2 separate regions of the Mus musculus genome follow, and region 2 is linked to region 1. The links are chromatin contacts, called in public promoter capture Hi-C maps. All regions are on one chromosome and are shown on one strand. Each heading gives the region's core, a stretch centred on a gene start, on an enhancer-like site or on the middle of the called end of the contact. The rest is flanking DNA. Distances are from core to core; before and after follow the strand shown. Region 1 holds the start of Insrr (insulin receptor-related receptor). Region 2 holds the start of Ttc24 (tetratricopeptide repeat domain 24).

The links. Promoter capture Hi-C pulls out the DNA fragments that hold promoters and counts their contacts.
Region 2: a contact with region 1 is called in a promoter capture Hi-C map of stem cell-derived epiblast-like cells, with 2.7 times the contacts expected there. The contact joins the promoter of Ttc24 here to the promoter of Insrr in region 1. A contact is called at or near these places in 10 of 39 promoter capture datasets (the 3T3-L1 cell line, cranial neural crest, embryonic stem cells and 5 more), 1 of 15 datasets of contacts at CTCF or cohesin (embryonic stem cells), 7 of 484 Hi-C or Micro-C datasets (B cells, the HPC-7 cell line, cardiomyocytes and 2 more), 3 of 115 datasets of contacts at active chromatin or transcription factors (embryonic stem cells and pancreatic cancer cells) and 1 of 9 other capture datasets (adipose tissue).

What each region holds. Positions count from the first base shown.
Region 1 is chr3:87,793,986-87,798,814 of GRCm38.p6, forward strand. It overlaps Insrr (insulin receptor-related receptor), which reads left to right and starts at 2,966. Exons shown (of 22, transcript NM_011832.2): 1 at 2,966-3,523. The coding sequence starts at 3,439. Ntrk1 (neurotrophic tyrosine kinase, receptor, type 1) reads right to left here and starts at 1,177. Exons shown (of 17, transcript NM_001033124.1): 1 at 948-1,177. The coding sequence starts at 1,159.
Region 2 is chr3:88,076,096-88,080,924 of GRCm38.p6, forward strand. It overlaps Ttc24 (tetratricopeptide repeat domain 24), which reads right to left and starts at 2,209. Exons shown (of 10, transcript NM_172526.3): 1 at 2,175-2,209.

The sequences.
Region 1 (4,829 bases), core at 1,716-4,215:
AGAAAGAGATTGAGTACCTCCGTTAATTACCACAAGATGCCCGAGTAACTCGGTGCCAATCACTGCAGGCTGCTAGCTCCACCAGCGTGCAGAATACTCAAGTATTTTCCAGCCATCACTGTGTGATGCGGAGTTCCTTCAGGTCAATTATACTCTCAAAGGTCTCACTAGCTGCTACAAAGTACTTGAGTATTTTGTAACCGATTATTGCACATTGTCTAAGTACTGCAGAGCTGAAGGTTCCTCCCAGCTCTGGACCTGGAAAATGGGAAAATCACTCAGCAACAGCCCTGACTCCCTGATACAAGAAGGGAGACAAAGGTGAAAGGAGAGATGGGTGAGCAGAGAGAGAAGCAAAGGGGTTTCGTTCCCTGCTTCCCGCATCCAAATCAAGGAGACTTGTGGTCAGTGGAAAGGAAAAAAGAGCTCAGACACCAAGCTGGTTCCTCACCATCTCCCACCAACTCCAGCTCAATCACAAATCCAGAGAAGAGCTGGATTCCCTGCATGACAAGGAAGAGGTTGGGGGCTGGCTTCCCCCTAAGTAAAAGAAGATAGCAAAGGTGCCACACTGCCAAATTCTGCACAGCTAACCACTCCTCCATGGGCTTAGGAACTTGGGCTCTTGATTGAACCCCACAAAAAGGTTCTTATCCTAGATCGCTGGACCAATGCCTAATCCACCTAGTTTCGGTCTTGCTCTACCCCAAACCAGCACCACAGTTAGCTACCCTTAATCCTGAGCGACATCCAGACAGTGACTGCGCGGCTCTGCCAGGGTGGTGGCAGCGGGAGAAGCCGCCGCAGCACAGCCAAAGGCTACACGTGCCAGTCTCCTACAGCAGCCAAGCCTGACCCCTCAAGCCAGAGGTGAATGAGTGCGCGCCCTCGGGGAAGGGCTGTGCCCTCCTGACCCCGCACCCCTCCCCCGAACGACACACACTCACAGCTCCGTCAGGTTCCCGGCGCCCCGCAGGCCGCGGAGGGTATCCAGGGACCCTGCCCTGGTGCAGCGCAGCCCCGAGGGGCCCACGGGACAGCAGACCTCGCGACAGGATGCGGCGGAGGCACAGGCCAGCATCAACGAAGTCATCAGACTGCCTAGCCCCGCGGCCGGGCGATGCCAGCCCAGCTGCCCGAGCCGCTGGCCTCGCAGCATCGCGGCGGCGCCCGCCTTGCTCGGGCCGCGCAGCCGTCCGTGCGCTCCTAGCTGCCGCCGCCCGGCCTCGCGCGACACGTGCGCGGGGCGGTGTTAAAGACTAGCCACCAGGAGAGGGCGGCACCCACGGCCCCGCCCCGCCCCGCCTGCCAATGCCCCCAGTGCCCCCTCCCCTTTTGAGGCCCTAATGCCAGCTCGCCTTCCTAATGTCCCTCGCGGCTGCAGGAGACCTGGGGCGGGGGGCTGCCATAGATTGCCTCACAAGTGTCTTCTGAGGCTGGGGGAGCTAGGAAGCTGATACCTTATTTCTCACAGTAAAACAGCTGCATTTTCAGATTTGCGGGGAAGTGGAGAAATTGAGCAAGGGAAGGGTTGAAGTCCAGGTCATCCCAGCCAGCCTCACGGTGCACTTTACTTAAGAGGGTGTGCATGTCACTTGGAATAAGTTAGGTGAACGCTCTCCAGACCCTAGTAAGGAAAGGGAGAGGGCCTCAGCATGGCTGGATGCAGAACCTGGGGAGAAAAATAGTGGGAGAGAAGAGTCCTTAGAACACAATTGGAGGAAGATTGGAAAGTGGAGACCTCTCGGTCCTCAAAAGACCACAGGGTGGCGCTAGAAGCCCTCGCGCCCGGCGTTTGCGCTCGGCCTGGGGCTTCGAGGGCGGAGAAGAGCAGTTCTGAGCCTTTCTAAGCTGTGCCTCTGGTCTTAGGGTCAGTTCCCAATCCTAACCATCCATCTGGGGCCCCAGAGCCGAGCCATGGCCAGGCAGACCAAGCTTGGCATCGATCGCCGTCCTGACAAGAGCATCGATTTCTGTGCGGAGAAATTAATAGATCTCTTAGTTCTTCGGACGTGGGAGCTGGGAACCATCGGCTCACGGTATTTGTGAACCTGGGAAGTCTCAGGCCCAGCATCCAGGCCACTAAATGGCAAGTCTTGCGCAATGGCCTTCTTGACTGCACGTATAAGTGTCGCGTTTAAGAGATCATCCCATCATGAATTGTCCTCCAAGTGGCCCCGAATAAGTACATATATAGAGACCCACTAAGCATCCTGAGTTCTTAAAAGTAACCAAATGGAGCCAGGCAGTGGTGGCACACGCCTTTAATCCCAGCACATGGGAGGCAGAGGCAGGCAGATTTCTGAGTTCGAGGCCAGCCTGGTCTACTTCCAGGACAGCCAGGGCTACACAAAGGAACCCTGTCTCGAAAAACCAAAAAAAAAAAAAGTAACCAAATGAAGGAGGAATCTCACAGAGAGAAGAACGACTCGTCTCCTAGGGATTTGAGCCAAAACCAAGGGATTTGACGGGGACATACCCCGCGCCAAGGAAGTATGTTCAAAGTAGCCTCGGGAGGCTGGGAAGGGCTGTGAGAGGCGAAGTGGTGAGGTCGAAGTGGTGAGGTCTTCAGGTTTCACCAGTGGAGTCCGACCTGTCCAGGCTGCGGGAAGTTACCCCGCAGATGTCAAAACACCTGTTGGACTCCAGAACTCCCCTGCAAATCAAGCCAGGGAGCCCAGCCGCTCCCTCCAGATCTGCAGCGAGCGGGTTGGGGGGGTGGGGATGGGGGAGAGAGGGAAACTGAGACAGAGAGAGGGGTTCCAGAGCTCAGTTCTTGGCCCCCAACCTTATTTCCCCAACACATCTGTCCCCCACCTCCCTCAGTTGACAGGCTAAATATTTTCCCTTGACTTGGTGGGAGGGGCGGAGAGAACAGAGAAGTCGGCGGGCGGCGGCGTAAACCAATCCGTTTCTGGAAAGGGCGGGAGCTGGGCGAGGTCCCTGCCTTTCTGCCCCACCAGCCGCGGCCGGTCGACCGAGAGTGGAAGTCTGCATGTCCAGGAGGTCCGCGGAGTGTCTCGGGGTGGAGTGCTGCGGGTGTCTCGGGACCCCGCTGCCGCCCCTTGGGGCACTCCCGGGGCTCACCGGGGGCTTCCACTCTGCCTCCCCTCAGGACTGCCTGGACTGTCTGGATCTTTGTGTTCTGAATCATCCTCCCTCTGGATGCCTCTCTGAGGCTCCTCCACTCCTATCTGCATCTCTGTCCCAGTATCTGTCTCTGGACCACACTGAGGCTGTCTCTAGCTGCTTGTCACAGGCTTTGTTTCCTCTGTTCCGAAATTCTTTTCTATCTCCCGCGGTCTCTATTTGAGATCTCTAATCCCTTTGCCTTTGTGTGTCGTCGTCGTCCCCACCCCTGCCACTTCACACTGGAACCTGGGTCTGCATCCTCCTTTCTCCCTGGAGGATACCTGGAAGACAACCAGGGCTGAGGTCATGGCAGTGCCTGCTCTGTGGCCCTGGGGAGTACACTTGCTTATGAGCCTGCTGTCCTTGGGATCTGGCCTGGACACACTAGAGGGTGAGTCCCCAGCAACGTCCGTCTAACCCCCATCTCCCTCCAGAACACCTATACTTAACTTAGTCTTTGGTTGGTTGGTTTTGGTGTCTCCAGACAGGGTTTCTCTGTGTTACCCTGGCTGTCCTAAAACTCTATCTGTAGACCAAGCCGGCCTTGAACATAGAGATCCACCTGCCTCCACCTCTCAAGAGCTGGGGTTGAAGGTGTGCAGCACAACTGATTCCTAGTTAGTCTTTATTGGGACGGGAAGACGAGGATCAGCTCTCAGAAGGACTTTTTGCCAGCTAGAACTGTTATATGAAGAGTTTTCTCTCTCAGCTCCCCTAAGAGGTTAAGGAGTTAGAAATGGAACGAACAGATGTTCTTCAACTCACGGCTGTTAGTGAAACCGCGATCCCAGTAAAGTCTGAGTTTAAACCAAAATGAGACTGAGAATTGGAGGTTGCTTCTAGGGCCACTGACTGATAAGAGGCAGGCTGGGATCGAAGCTGAAAACCAGGCACCATTAAGCAATTTGACTTACTGTGTGGATTGTAGGCTCAGAGACAGGAGAGGCAGACCCAGGGCAAGTCCTGAGCTCTGGCACCCCAGGCTTTCATCTGTGTTGGTGGGGACCCTGGGGTCCCACTGTGGGCAGGAGGGCTGTCTGAGAGAGGACTGCCTCTCCTCCGTAACTCAGTGATATACCTCAGATTCACACTTCTCACCAAAGGCACCTAGGGAGTGGGAGTGGGACTAATGCAGACCAAATAGCCCCTCATGGGTTGCCAGGGGCTATGTGGGACAAAGAAGAAGCAACAGAAGAGGAAACAGTAAGTGTATAACGCCATCATTTAATCTGCCTTTGTCCTCCATACAGAGTTTGGGAACTCAACACTCTGGGAACGGGAAGGGTCTTAAAACATTCTTCTAAGTGGGGGCTTCCAGGACCAAGCCAGGGCTCCCTTTCCTGTAAGGATAATACAGATGGACTGGGGTAAGGTGTCTCATGAAAGAGGCCAGAAGATTTGCAATGCATGGTGATCTACCTGAACGCCCTACCCCTGTTCCTTCTGTGCCAGGACACTGCACAGCAGATGCTAGGCAGGAGCACAGTTGTCAAAATAAAGCAAGCATGCCCTGGGAGTTAGTGTTTGGTCAAGGAGCCCAGCTGTTGTTTCCCAGCGAAGCTCTCCCTGGAGCTTGGCCTGAGGACAGGCAGGGGTTAATCTGCAAAGGTCTTAGATTTGTTTTTCCAATGTCTCACATTAGGGGAGCTCTGGAGAGGCTAAGGCATGATGGGAAGTGGGCGCCTGAGGGAACCCCC
Region 2 (4,829 bases), core at 959-3,458, 280 kb after region 1:
GTTTGGATCCCAGCGCCCACAAGGTGACTGACAATCACCTGTAATTCCAGTTCCAGGAGATCCAACTCCTCCTTGTCTCTGAGGGCATCATATGCACTCGGTGCATGGACATGCATGCAAGCAAAACAGCCATACACATAAAATAAAAATATTTTTTAAGAGGGCTGGAGAGATGACTTAGTAATTAAGCCTAATTAACTCTGCTTTTTCCAGAGATCCTGAATTTGGTTTCCAGAATCCAGGTCAGACAGCTTGCTCACAACTACCTGTAACTGTAACTCCAGGAAATCCAAAGTTTTTGGTATACACACACGCATACACACACATGCATACACACACACACACACACACACACACACACACACACACTCTCTCTCTCTCTCTCTCTTTTTTTTTTTTTGGTTTTTCAAGACAGGGTTTCTCTGTATAGTCTTGGCTGTCCTGGAACTCACTTTGTAGACCAGGCTGGCCTCGAACTCAGAAATCCACCTGCCTCTGCCTCCCGAGTGCTGGGATCAAAGGCGTGCACTGCCATGCCCGGCAACACACACACTCACACACACACACACACACACACACACACACACACACACACTCTTAAAACAACAGCAACAACAACAACAAAACTCTCTTTAAAAGGTTAGTGAATTTTAAAATTTGAGTCACAGAAGTGACTCACCCTTGTGGCTTCTGCAGGCACTTGAACTGACATACACCTATACACATACACATTTTAAAAATAAAATATCTTAAGCCTGGTGTGGTGGCACAGACCTTTAATCCTAGAATTCAGGAGGCAGAGGCAGGTAGACCTCTGAGATCTAGGCCAGCCTGCTCTTCTAGATAACCAGAGATATACAGAAAACCCCTATTTCAGGGCAGGGGAAAGGAAGACCAGCAATAAGAAAAGCATATATATATATGTGTGTGTGTGTGTGTATGTGTATGTATACATATATATATGTATGTATATGTGTATACATATGTATATGTATGTTTTATATACATATATATATATATACATATATGTATATATATATACACACACACACACACAATTTAAAATCATCTTCAAAGGTCCACTTCTGTGACACTATATGAACTCAACTGTGCACCCCATCTGTCATTCCCTGGGGATTATGGTCCTCTTTAGTCAACATCTAAAGGGCTCATTTTTGTTATTTTGAATTGTGTGTACATGAGCACATGTGGTTATGTGCACCAGAGGCTTTGAATCCCATGGAGCTGAGGTCATCCTTGGTTACGAGCTGCCCGGTGTGGGTGCTGGGACCTGAACTCAGGTCTCTGCAAGATCAAAAAGTACTCAGAGCTGTCTTCTCAGCTTATCTGAGCGCCAGCATCTCCGTCAAAACAAAACAGACAAACAAAAGGCTGTCACACACCTTTAAAATCCCAACTCAGGATGTAAAGACAGGCAGATCTCTGGGAGTTCAAGGCCAGTCTGGTTTGCATAGTGAGTCCAGGACAGCAGGGTTACAAAACCCAAACAGGATACACAGGGCTTCCCCTCACCTCTTACACAAGGCCTTGTGACCTACGTGCTGCTGCTTTATAAACCAACGGGAATTCAGCACAGCCACCTCCAGCGGTGGCAGGAGCTGTACTAGCCCCGGGCACTCAAAGCTGAACAGACACTGAGTTAGGAAGAGGCTGATGTCCAGGAGGCGTCTGTGTGCATTGACTGTGCCCTTCCTATTGTCTCCTCTACTTTCTGCCAGTCGGTTCCCGCCTTGGTCCCCAGAGAACTCTTAAGTTCAGATAGATTCTTCTCATCAGCACATTTCTCCTGGACTGCCTCTCTTCCCAGGAAACTGAAAAAAAAAAAAAAAGCCGAAAAACGACCCCCCCCTCAACCCCCACTTTTTCTCTTTTACAGAGAGGGGGCAAAAGGGTTTCTGCTTTTCAAAGATATTTTCTCTGGAGTTGGGGATTTGGCTTAGTGGTGGAGAAAAGGGAGAGAGGATGAGAGGGAGGAAGGGAGGGTGGGAGGGAGGAAGGGAGGGTGGGAGGGAAAACTAGAAAGAGTTGCTTCTGAAAACACATAAAATCCCGACTTCATAAGGCTCCCCACCTTGAGGCACTCCAGGCTGTCACCTTGAGGCTCCGGACTGTCCCCTGCACAGTCTTGGGGACCCCACTCCAGGACCTCTTACCTCTGTCTGTCCTGTTTTCTCCACAGTGGCCTTCTGGAATGGTTCTGCTGGCTTAGGTTACTTCCCAGCAGCCTTGAGCGCAGAACTGTGTTACCAGACACCTGGCACTCTCCTTTCCTCCCAGGTAATCCTTCGAGTGACAGCTGTGGTAACCTATCTTAGTGGAGGACCCTAATGGTGCTCAGACATAGTCACCTAAGACCTGTTTCCCTTCCTGCTTGGCTGCCCCATCCCTGCGGACACACCTTCCAGTTCCTTCAAATAATATATCAAACTACCATGAGACAGTCATCTGTTCTTTCCCATCCTCTCTTCTTTTTTTTTTTTTTTTAAGATTTATTTATTATATGTGAGTACACTGTAGCTGTCTTCAGACACCCCAGAAGAGAGTGTCAGATCTCATTACAGATGGTTGCAAGCCACCATGTGGTTGCTGGGATTTGAACTCGGGACCTTTGGAAGAGCAGTCAGTGCTCTTAACCACTGAGCCCCCATCCTCTCTTCTTAATTTAATTTAATTCTAAGGTAGGTTCTTGTGGTGATCTTCTTTCCTTCTTTCCTTCCTGAGTGCTGGGATCACAGATTGTGCCACCAAGCCCTGCTCCGTCTCTCCCTTTCAGAGAGAGACATGACAGACCAAAGAACTCCATCTGCTACAGGGGGTGACTACAAGCTTTTTTTTTTTTAAATTATTATTTATTTTATGTATATGAGTGCACTGTAAACTCTGTAAACTCCAGGTTCTGTTTGATGTGTTTAATGAGAGGACAGGAGGCCCCACAATCACCAGGAATCTCTAACTCACCAGCTCACCAACCCATGAACCTACCACCAGTGGCTGCAACTAAACGAAATTTGCCCCTTTCCCCATTTGCCTAGGAAAAAGCCTTTTTAAGTAGAAGGGCCATTGCCAGAAACAGACTCCTGAAGTAGATGCACTGACCATAGTTGCAACACAGGCGTTTGCGCAGGCCTGGCACCCAGGGCCATCTCTGAGCTCCAGACAGGCTGAAGCTTCTGCTCTGGCCTGGCTTTCAGAGGTGCTAGCACAGCCTGTCCAGGCCAAGTAGGCCACAGAGTGGTCCCATACTCAGTAGGCTTTCCTTGAGGAAAATAGGGGGCGGGGGTGGGAGGGCCTGAAAGTGTTCTCAGCCAAGGTCCTAAGGGGCTCTCTCCCAGATCCTCTGTCATTCTGAACCAGCATCCAGTTCCCTTCAGTGCCACACCCACCATGTCCTCGAATCTCCTTCCACATCACTGACAATACAAGCAGCACCAACAATCAACGTGGTCACGATTAACACATACATTTCAATGATAACTTTAAATGCCAGTGGAATCAACTCTTCAAAAGACACAGACTGACAAAAGCCAGGGGCTAGAGAGATGGCTCAGTGGTTAAGAGCACTGACTCCTCTTCCAGAGGTCCTGAGTTCAATTCTCTGCAGCCACATGGTAGCTCACAACCATCTGTAATGAGATCTGACACCCTCTTCTGGTGTGTCTGAAGACAGCTACAGTGTACTCTTATAAATAAAATAAATAAAATTTAAAAATAATCAAACAAAACTCCCCAAATCCATCTATCTGTTACTGCCAAGAAATGCATCTTAGCTGTAAAGATAGGCACTGCTAAAAGGGTGGACAAAGTACTCCATCAAACAGAACCAGGAAGAAGCAGGTATCAATATCCTAATAACTGACAAAACACCTCAAACTAAAACAAGTCAAAAGAGATAAGGGGGACACTTCATCCTAACCAAAGGGACAATTAACCAAAGAGATGTCACTATTCTAAACCCAGCTCTGCGGTGCCCAATTTCATTTTTAAAAGTCTACTACTGTATTTAAAGACAAATTATCTTCAATCCATTAATAGCTGATTTCAGTACCCTTCTTGTGTCATCTGGACAAAAAATAAACAGAAACACAATTCATTGACATCATACATCTAATGGACTTAACAGACATCTACAGAACATTCCACTCAGCCAGGCATGGAAACTTTTCTAAAGTAGACCATATCTGGGACACAAAACAGGTCTTTATATATTCAGGAAGATGGAAATAACTCCTTATATCCTATCAGAACACAATGCAATAAAACTTGAAATTGACACCAAAAATTTCTAGTCAATATGCAAACTCATGGAGATTTAACAACTCATCACTGGAGTTAATGAAGAAATCAATCAATCAATCAATCTCCCTGTAACTAAACCAAGGACACCTCTGGCACACATGGAAAGCAGCCCTACAGGGGGAATCTATAAGATGCCTGTATTAAAGGATCAGAAAGAATGGCTCCAGAAGTTAGAGAGACAAGAGGAGCTAAATAAAGAATCCAAGGCCAGATGGATTCACAGACGAATTCTACCAGACACTCAAAGAGGATCTATAGCCAGTCCTTCACTATTACAAAAAAGAAAAAAGAAAAAAAAAGAGCTTGCCTGTGAGAGATTATCTTGGCCATGTTAATTGATTAGGTAGACCCTTTTTAATTGTGGGTGGGGCCATTCCCTGGACAGGGGACCCTGGAGTATACAAAATGGAGAAAAGGAGCAATTTCATATATGTGTATAAAGTGTTGTCATATTTATTCCTCATATTGTGTCATTTGAAATATTTCTGTATAGAAGGAATATTATCTCTATA